Linked DNA regions of Mus musculus: region 2 is linked to region 1. The links are chromatin contacts, called in public Hi-C maps. All regions are on one chromosome and are shown on one strand. Each heading gives the region's core, a stretch centred on a gene start, on an enhancer-like site or on the middle of the called end of the contact. The rest is flanking DNA. Distances are from core to core; before and after follow the strand shown. Region 1 has its middle 22 kb from the start of Gm40747. Region 2 has its middle 72 kb from the start of Gm46240.

Evidence for each region. Hi-C and Micro-C count contacts between places; a contact is called where the count stands out from the background.
Region 2: a contact with region 1 is called in a Hi-C map of bone marrow-derived macrophages, with 12 read pairs. The contact joins two enhancer-like sites.

What each region holds. Positions count from the first base shown.
Region 1 is chr10:96,278,380-96,283,529 of GRCm38.p6, forward strand. No RefSeq gene overlaps it. Among named protein-coding and RNA genes, the nearest start is that of Gm40747, 22 kb to the left of the region's middle. Within about 2 kb of position 2,027, at least 13 of the 459 cell types and tissues checked have an H3K27ac peak or open chromatin away from gene starts, as enhancers often do. A contact at or near this core is called in bone marrow-derived macrophages, where this site is marked.
Region 2 is chr10:96,826,616-96,831,765 of GRCm38.p6, forward strand. No RefSeq gene overlaps it. Among named protein-coding and RNA genes, the nearest start is that of Gm46240, 72 kb to the right of the region's middle. Within about 2 kb of position 2,431, at least 41 of the 459 cell types and tissues checked have an H3K27ac peak or open chromatin away from gene starts, as enhancers often do. A contact at or near this core is called in bone marrow-derived macrophages, where this site is marked.

The DNA of each region.
Region 1 (5,150 bases), core at 777-3,276:
TGCAATATATTTTTAACTCATTCATTCCTGTTTCCCAATTCTTCCTCGGATTTGCCCCATCCCTACCCACCTAACTTCATGTCTTTCTCTCTCTTTAAAAAACACAAAAGAGAAAAGCCACCAATAAACATGAAGGTCTGCTTTGTGTTGGCCATCTACTCCTAAGTACCAGGTCTGCCCTGGAGTGTGGTTGATGCACCCAGTTGGCTGAGTCAAGGGTAGTAAAGTCCAGTATTTTTACATCTGGTTGAGTTAAACCTAATTGCTCTTATTACAGCAGCTCAGAATATATTATCCCAAGGAAAATATGGCCAAAACAAGGTGGTGGATCATTAGTATGTTAGGAGTCTGATTTCTGTCTTCTAGTTTGAGGCCCTAGTTGGTGTTAGAGTAAGTACCCTTTTCCCCCAGGACTTAGGAATGGATGTGATACAGAGGTTGGAGGGTGGGACAAAGCCTTAGGCTCAAAGGTACTTGATGGTAAAGACATCAAAGGAGGTTGCCAATGGCACATTTGACTAATTTCAGAAAGAACTGTGCAGCCAAAGGAACCCCGAGTCTGTCCTAATTTAGCTAGCAACAAGAATGATACTGAAGGTAGCTTCCAGACCCTTAATCCCAAAGCAGAGTGGGTTTCTAAAGCTGGCCAACTCCTAGAAAAGAAACCCTGGTTTCTAAGGGGTGGTTGTGCAAGATGCAGCAACAGGCCTCCTGCAGAATCAGTGTCAGGGGCCATTGGACAGGATGATGAACAAGCCAATCTATCATGATGCCTGGAACCTTGGGTTGCCAAAGGCATCATCCATAAACCTCCCTTTGCCATAACCCTGATGTGACATGGATGTGCCATTTCCACCTTGCAGAATTGGATTGTGGTTGGGGAATTCTGACTGCTGATTTTTCTCTCCTTTCACCCACGCACTACACAAGCAGAAAGTTCCTTTTTTTTTTTTTTTTCAGTTTCCTTACTCTTTGTACTAACACCACTTATCTGGTCTGATGGAACTAATTACCAATCTTTTGGTTCCACATACTCTGGGCTTTGAGTTATACAAAGTCAGTGCATGGATTCTGTACCATGTGCATATAGGTCTGTGTCCATAGCTGGAAAAAAAAAAGCATACTAGCTTTGTTGTTTTGTTTTTGTTGTCACTGTGATAGAACACCCAAGAGAAACATGTTACAAAGAAGATAGGTTTACTTCCACTCACAGGTTCAGAGGTTTTAGACTAGATAGTTGGTTCCTTTGTTTCTGGGGCATCATGAGGCCCAGATGGGAACATCACCACAAAAGGATATGGAACAGAAAGTTGTCAACCTTGTGGTATCCAGGAAATAGAGGAAAAGGGGACAGAGGGGGTTCCTAGGACAGAAGTTACTCCCCAAGAACATGCCCCAAATCTTTTGGACATTTCCCCCCACCTTCAATTAGCTGCTTCTGCAAATGTCTTCAGCATCATGGTTAGAAATATGCTTTATTAAGATACAGTTCTCAATTCAGCCCATTTTGAAATCAACACTAGCACATATAGAGTCTGCTACATTCCAGTGACCATTCTTCCTATCTTCCTCAGTAACAGAACACTGAACATGATGGGGCTGGAAGATTGCATGTCGAAGACTCCTTTGCAGGTTGGTAGAGCCATATGCGTACCCAGCTACTCAGAGAGGTAAACAGAGATAATGGAAGTAGAAAACAAGAGGGTTGAAGCTTCTAGTTGCTCTTTTCCCCTGATGCTTGAAGTACTTGTATGTAAGGAGTCTCTTTGCCAGTTGAAATGGCTTTGCCAACAGAGGTCACATACGATCTAAGTGGAAGTCATCCTGGGTGGCCCTGAATGAGTGACTCTTACCCTGGACTGCTCCCTTGGAAAGTCTTTAATCCAAGAAAATAAAACCTTGGATATTTCAGCCTCCGAGTGTGATCTGTTTCCAACTAAGCTCAGTTATTTGCAGTGTACATTGACAGAAATGAAGTGCGATTGTGATGAAATACATCTAACGCAACAGGAACAGCCAGAACAAGGAATTGGAACCCACCGGAAACAGCTTAGTCAAATTATGTCTGCTGTGATTTCTGCTTGCCTCCTTCTTTGTAGGCCTGTGTTTATGTCATCATCTTCCTGCTCCTTCTCCTCTTCCTCCGCCCCCTGCATCCTTTTTGTTTTTCAACATCCCTGTTCCTGTGGATTGTTCCCAGTCTCTGCTGAGCATTTGGAATGCTGTGGTCAGAGCCCTTGATCAGGAACATCACCTTGTTCCAACACCCTTACTGTTCTGCTGTCTCAGGCATTAAGACTGAGGGAATTAAGAAGGAGCCAGCTGTCTACTCTCGATTCAACCAGGTCAGGAGAGAAGATGGGGTCTGAGCTAAAATGCAAGTAATTGAGTCTTAGATGTAACTCTACTTCTGGAAATAATTCTACTGGCAAAAAGTTAAGAAAGAAAATGCATTTTCCTCAAGGAAACTCTCCTGCATTCTTTCTTATGGTTTCCAAGGTAGGTCTTGATTTCATAAAGCTCTTTTCTATATCTCTAATTAGAATGCATGCGGGTGTAGTGTATCTGCCAGAGTATGGGAAGTCTACCAGCAGCCACACCCCTTTAAAAATGATTCTCCCCTCTCAAACAGCTATCAGCTGCTAATAACTCCTCAGCCAGGGTCATGGTCTCATGAGCCCCTCACCTACCCATACTAGAATGCTGAGCAGCTTGAACTTGTATAGGTTTTGCCGATAATCATAGCTGCTTTGGAATTCGGGAATGCAATGGCCATGTCATATCCAGAATATTGCATTTCACACTTGTTTTCCCCATCATCCCTCAGCCTGTGCATTCTTCCCATCCCCAACTCTTTCTCAATGTTCCCTGAGAGGGAGGTGACTCAGACAATGGTCCCATTTAAGGCTGAGAATGCACCGGTTATTTAGTCTCAGCATTTTGACCAGTTATGAATCTGTATTGATGGCGGCCCAGTGCTGATAGAGGTTTCTCTGACCAAGGCTGAAAGAAGCACGCAGATTTGTGGGTACAAACATAAATAGTTAGAAGGCAGTTTGACAGGGCCATTTAGAAACAGTACTCAATTTCCCTAAGGTTTATGAACCAACCCCCTCAGAGCTATGGAGTTTAGCCAGGTTTACAATACTAGGCATATGTCCCTTGCTGTGGAGCAAATCCAATCAGAAAGGGACGGTTACCCCCATAATAGCCAATCCACTCTTGTACCAGTAGACATTTTGCCTGGAAGGTTGGTATTGGGCCTGCAGGGTCTGCTACTAAAGTCCATTGGTGACTTTTCTCTCTCAGGAGCCTACACTAATTTGTTTTATTGCTCCCTACTATTGTAAAATCTAGACCTTGAATGATAAAGGATAACACTAAACCCTGTGGAAAGTACTATCCTTATAAATCATGTATATACGATTGAGATTACAGCTAGTCACTTATCTTTTCAGGTGAGCAATGGCTCTGGAATTCTTCCAGTGGTAAGCTGGTGGCAGAGAAAATGGATATTAATTTTTAGTTTCAGATTTGGGGTGTCAACCCATAATAATAGAAAACTGTAGGCATATTTGTATCCTCACCATGTTTATAGAATGCTGGAATAATTTAGTAGAAATATATCTCTTTGTCATCATCCTTTAATCTAAAAAAGCAAAGAGATTTTTGAGGTCCGTTGTTTTAAAGATTATCCTTTCCTTCTCGTAAAATTTTATTTTATTTTATTTTTGTTATTATTGTTTATTTATTTTTTTTACTTATTCACATTACATTCCACTCACTGCCAGTCACCCTCTCTCACAATCCTTCCCCTACTCCCCCTCCCCTTCTTCTCTGGCTGAGGATGGGTGGATATCCTCCCACCCTGGCACATCAAGTCTCTGTGAGGTCAGATAAGGCAGCCCAGCTAGAAGAACATATCCCATGTACCAGCAATAGCTTTTGGGATAGCCTCTGCTCCAGTTGTTTGAGACCCACATGAAGATCACGCTGGATATCTGCTACATAAGTGTGGGAAGGCCTAGGTCCAGCCCATATAGACTCTTTGGTTGGTGGGGCAGACTCTGAAAGTCCCAAGGGTCCAGGTTAGTTGACTCTGTTGGTCTTTCTCTGGCATTCCTATCTCCTTAGGGGCCTCAATCATTCCTCGTATTCCTCCATAAGAGTCCCCGAGCTCCATCCACTGTTTGGCTGTGAGTCTCTGCATCTGTCTGAATCAGCTGCTGGGTGGAGCCTCTCAGAGGATAACCATGCTATACTCCTGTCTATAAGCATAACAGAGCATCATTAATAGTGTCAGGGATTGGTGCTTGCCTGTGGGATGGGTTTCAAGGTGCACCGGTTGGTTGGCCTTTCCTCAGTCTCTGGTCCATGCCCTCTCTGTCTCTGCATTTCTTGTAGACAGGATAGATTTGGATCAAAAGTTTGTGGGATAAAATTTTATTAATATTCTCAGCTAAGCCAGTTTGTTGTTACAGGAATGAAGGATGAGGAGTCTATAAAGAAGCTCTGATTTGAAATTCTTAGTTTTGAAACACACTGATTAAAAAAGCCTCGTCCACTTTAGGCCATCATTGGGAAGAGAGGCCCCTTGGTCTTGCAAACTTTATATGCCCCAGTACAGGGGAACGCCAGGGCCAAGAAGTGGGAGTGGGTAGGTAGAGGAGGAGGGCAGGAGGAGGGTATAGGGGACTTTTGGGATAGCATTTGAAATGTAAATTAAGAAAATATCTAATAAAAATTTACATTAAAAAAAAGCCTCATCCTCATTGAATTTGCCCATTTGTTTTCTAGGTTTAATTAAGGTGAATGTTTTTTTTTTTCAAGTCATTGTTGTACTGAGTATAAGGTTCAAACACACACACATATGAATACACACACACAGAAGACATACACACATATACAGACATACACACACATACTCACACACACAAACACATACTTACACAATCACACACACACATAGACACACACACACACAGACATGCACACGTACTCATACAGACACACAGACACATACAGACAGACACACAGACACACACACACAAAGAGACAGACACATACATGCTCACATATACACACAGAGACACACATATACTCACACACCCAGATACAAACAGAGAGACAGACAGAAGCACACACCCAGA
Region 2 (5,150 bases), core at 1,181-3,680, 550 kb after region 1:
GTGTGTGCACGTGCATGTATAATTGCTTTTGCTTGTGTATCACACTTAATTTTTACAATAGCTCCAGCTCCCAGGAGTTGCAAAAGCAACTATAAAGCCTAGTATTAGTGAAACTCCTGCATGTTTTTGTTTACTTCATTTTCTGAATTGCCTACTTACAACAAACAGAAATTGGCACAGACTTTTCATAAAAACAAGGCATAGCTATGCTATAGTCATTTCTTCATCAAGGAACATTAAGTGATTGCGTTCAAAGTCCTGCCTGAATTTACAAACCAGTGCTCTAGCTGCCTGCCTATAAGACTCTATTATGTAGAGTACTTCTTTCATTGAGCCTGGTTCCAGATCTGCCAATTTGTAAATATATCTATATATCTATATATCTATATCTATGTCTATATCTATATGTCTGTCTGTTTCTCTTTGTCTCTGCTCTCTCTCTCTCTCTCTATATATATATATATATATATGCATATATATATATATATATATATATATCACATAGAGTGGTTCAAAGATGAAAACAATTTAAAATACACATAAGTAATTTGCTATGACATTGCCATTCAGCTCGGATAGAAACGATTCCTCATATCTAAGTCATCACTTGTTGTAGTGGGTTTTAATGGAAAAATCTTCAATCTGTTAACATTTGTCTCTTGAAGATTTTAGTAGTAAACAATTGCTTGTGTAGATATTTTAGAAATGAACACTGATGCCAGTCACTAAGCAAATAACCATGGAGCAATTCAATGGGAATTGCGAATGTACTTTCAGACAATTGACTTGGCTCCTGAAATGGGATCCACAGCAGATACTGTTTTGTGTTTTCCAGCTTCAATAGAAACTCAGGGTGATAGCAGCCCCAGACAACTGCCTCATAAAACCTTGTGAGAGACTGTGAACCCAACCATGATGCTCCCGGTTGCCTGGCCCCTAAGAAAGTCCATGAGATAATTAACATTTGTTGATGTTCAGCAATGGGTAGCTCTTGTAATAACATTCATGGCAATAAGAGGTCAAGGTATTCATTAGAAAATGGCCAGGGTGCCTTGCACAGAGCCAGTATGAAATCTGGGAAAACTGAAGCTGGATTTCCTGGGGAAAGAGGATTTATCTGAGATGAATGGCCTGAGCCAGACAGAACTGACCGTGCGCGTGTGTATGTATGTGCACATCTCTCTCTATGTCCACAAGAAGAGTGCTACAGATAAAAAAGAAAGGGAAAGTCAACTTTGAGATTGTAACTTGTACCAGTCTTTTTCTTTTCAAGTGTGTTGTGATTCTATAGATCATTTTATTCGTGAAGAAATGCTTAAAATACAAAGAAATGCCCCTCTCGGGATCCACAGAGAGGACAGGGTGGAGCTGGGACAGGAACTCGAGCTGGCCTGAGTTCCATAGTTATTATTATTCTGGTGTTAACTACATGCGTATGTATGTCTGTGTGTAGGTATGTGCACGTGAGTGCAGGCTCCCCTGAGACTCCCAGAAAGCATCAAACCAGTGGGCACTAGTGACCTTCATAACCGTGGTGCGGGGAACCCAGCTCCTGTGCTCTGCATGAACAGTAAGCCCTGGGAATCACCAAGCCATTCTCTAGCCCCCATACTTCCTCTACTGCTGCACTTGTAGGTCAAGGAAGGAACACTTGAGAGGATGTGATCAGACATCAGATAAATAAAACTGCTTGAGGGAGAAGCCATTTTGCTTTGTGAAAAACAGTGGAAATGAGTTTGGGAAAGTCTTGGTTTTTCACATATAAATTCTAAGAAAGCAAATTTTCTATTGGGTATTTTCAGTTCATATATATATATATATATATACATATATATACACACATATATATATATACATATATATAAGTTCTTATATGTATATATATACACACACATGTACACATATTTATTTGTGTGTATATAGAGAGTATATGTGCATGTATATATATAATTTCTAATGAACATGTAAGGGAGATGATACTTCTGATCATTCTACAGAAGAAAGATAGAAGGCAAATAAGGTGTCCTGTGCTCATGACACAGAGCCAAGGTTGAATTTCAGGCAAGCCTAATTCTGAAGCCGAGCTCGCTCTGTACACCTGTGGTCCTGTCATGTGGCTTGTGCTGGTCTCCCTGGAAATCAGGCACAGTCAATCAGCTGCCCCTCGTCTCCTTATGTAATAACCTGGAGAGTAGGGAGAGCCATCTGTTTCAAGAGAAGCATATTTGAGTCCATAAGGCAATGGGTTGGCAGAGAACAGAAGGATTATGACATTGCCATTTGGTATCCCTGACTTAGTCTGCATTTGTAAAATAGAAGTACGTGGTCAAACATGTTGATTTCAGAAGGCTACCATTATCACCATCCAGAGGAAAGCACAGGCCGCGGTACATCATATGGAGAATAAGGGATATATTTTAGGAGGATGACTTCAGCCATGAGGTTTTTGAGCTTTTACTTCCTGAAACCTTTGCTTCCAAAATGACTCATGGGGTAAGAATATTTTGATATTGAGACACACGAAGCAGAAAAACAAGCACAGGGGAGAAAGTTGGATTGGTATTAAGAACACAAGATCACACAATGATTGAAACATTTAGAACCAGAGCAGTGGTTTCAAAGGAAGACTGTAAATATATTGAAAATTCAGAGAGCTTTCAGGATGTTTACATACCCAAATTCAACCCCTGGCAGGCTCCAAGAACGAGACCCAGGTCTCCAAGAAGTTGCTCTGGGGACCAGCCTCCGTTTAGAGTCACTGTCTGAGAATTTGAAAGCTTATCACGGGAGGTTTATTGTTAGCTGTTGTTTTAAGTTTATTTTTGTGGTCTTAAAGACTAAAATCACGGTTTTCTTTAATTGCCTTCTCAGTGTTGAAAGCTGTCTAAGTATTCAGTATCTTTTCTTGTCAATAGCCACTCTTTGAAATCCTGTCCTTGATAAAACACTGGCTACTATGAAAATAGGAAGGTGGATGTCCATTGTCTATCTTAATATAGTTACATTTAATCAGAAAGAAAAAATGAGATTAAAAGTGGCAAGAAATAGGTCAGCCATTTAATAAACTAATAGTTTTGTTTTGTTTCGTTTTTTAAAGGAACTCCAATTAATTCTTTGGCATGTTCCCAGAACCCCTAAAACACGTGCTGAGCATGTTATATACTCAGAGTACCTAAACAGAACTCACCTGTAGTCTTCTTGGGATTTTCTATGTCATCGCTGACTTAGTAATAGCTCCAGTTCTTATGTTAGAGAAGGGAATTCTTGTCCATTTTCAAATGGATGAAAACTATTGAGAGAGATTTGGGTCCTACATTTTCTCCTGTTATGTAGGTTAGCAAGGAAGTGGCATCGGAGAACAGACCGTAATCTTTTTTTTTTTTAATTAGGTATTTTCCTCGTTTACATTTTCAATGCTATCCCAAAAGTCCCCCATACCCACCCCCCCAATCCCCTACCCACCCACTCCCCCTTTTTGGCCCTGGGGTTCCCCTGTACTGGGGCATATAAAGTTTACAAGTCCAATGGGCCTCTCTTTGCAGTGATGGCCGACTAGGCCATCTTTTGATACATATGCAGCTAAAGACAAGAGCTCAGGGGTACTGGTTAGTTCATATTGTTGTTCCACCTATAGGGTTGCAGTTCCCTTTAGCTCCTTGGGTAATTTCTCTAGCTCCTCCATTGGGGGCCGTGTGACCCATCCAATAGCTGACTGTGGGCATCCACTTCTGTGTTTGCTAGGCCCCGGCATAGACTCACAAGAGACAGCTATATCTGGATCCTTTCAGCAAAATCTTGCTAGTGTATGCAATGGTGTCAGCGTTTGGAAGCTGATTATGGGATGGATCCCTGCATATGGCAATCACTAGATGGTCCATCCTTTCGTCACAGCTCCAAATTTTGTCTCTCTAACTCCTTCCATGGGTGTTTTGTTCCCATTTCTAAGAAGGGGCAAAGTGTCCACACTTTCAGACCGTAATCTTTAAATGCTGGCAAGAAACAAGAGTCAAATGAATAAACCAAATTCTTATATCCATTGAGCTTCATCCAACAAAAGAAACTTCATTAAGCATTGTAATAGGGGAATCTGTTGACTGGGTGAGGGAGGACTGAAGAAGTCCCTGGGGACATCAGGTGTGATCATGCCAGAAAATAGTGAAGATTCTCAGGACTGGAGGCATAGTATGGAGCTGAGAGCAGGAATCTCATTAGGAAGCTGGTGAGGAACCAGACGCTTCATGAAGGGACCCACCCATGGAGAGTTCCAAAGCTCCAGAAAGAGTGACATTCATGTGCCTGCGGCCAGTGCCTTAGGAGCTCTGAGGAAGATCCTGGAAAAAAAAAACGGAGCTCCACTTTCGGAAGAGAGGACTGTACCGAGTGAGTGCTAAGCCCTCAGAAGTTGCGAGTTTCTGTGTGGCTGAGACTCAGGCATGTTCTTTGTGACAACAGTCTGTCAGATGCCCGTGAAAAGGCCCAACAAGGCCGATGGCAGGATTGTTTTGGTTGGATAAGGTGAAACTGTAAGCGATGACTGTGCCCGCAGTGAGGGATTTGCTGCAAAATAAGTTAGCAGCTCTCTTTTTCTTTCAATGATTTCCTTCTAGTTCTTCCCATTGAGCAAAACTAACAATAATCTTGTCGACAAGGAGGCCTGGCACCTCCAGGAGGCGAAGTCATCACAACTCAAGTGGAAGGAAATGGATTTAGATCCTAACACCCGGGCGCACCGTTTCATTCCGGGCAACCGGCAGCAGAATGAGCCAAAAGAAAATACGGGGGATGTAAATAGTAAAGAGGCAAGAAGAGATGAGTAAAGCAAGATACACACTTGATGGAGACCTCCTAGAGATTCAATTATTTTTTTTAATTAATTAAGTTACTTATTTACTTTGCATCCTGATCAGAGCTTTCCCCTCTTCTTCTCCTCTTAGTCACTTCCACTGCCCTCCCCTCCCCTCCTGTATCCCCTATCCACCCCTCCTCTCTTTCTCCTCAGAAAAGGGGAGCCCTCCCATGGATAACAACAAGCCTTGTCAAGTCAAGATGCAGTAAGGTTAGGCACATCTTCTATTGAGGTTAGACAAGGCAGTCCAGTTAGGGGAAAGGTCCCCAAAGCAGGTAACAGAATCAGACAGCCCCTGCTCCTG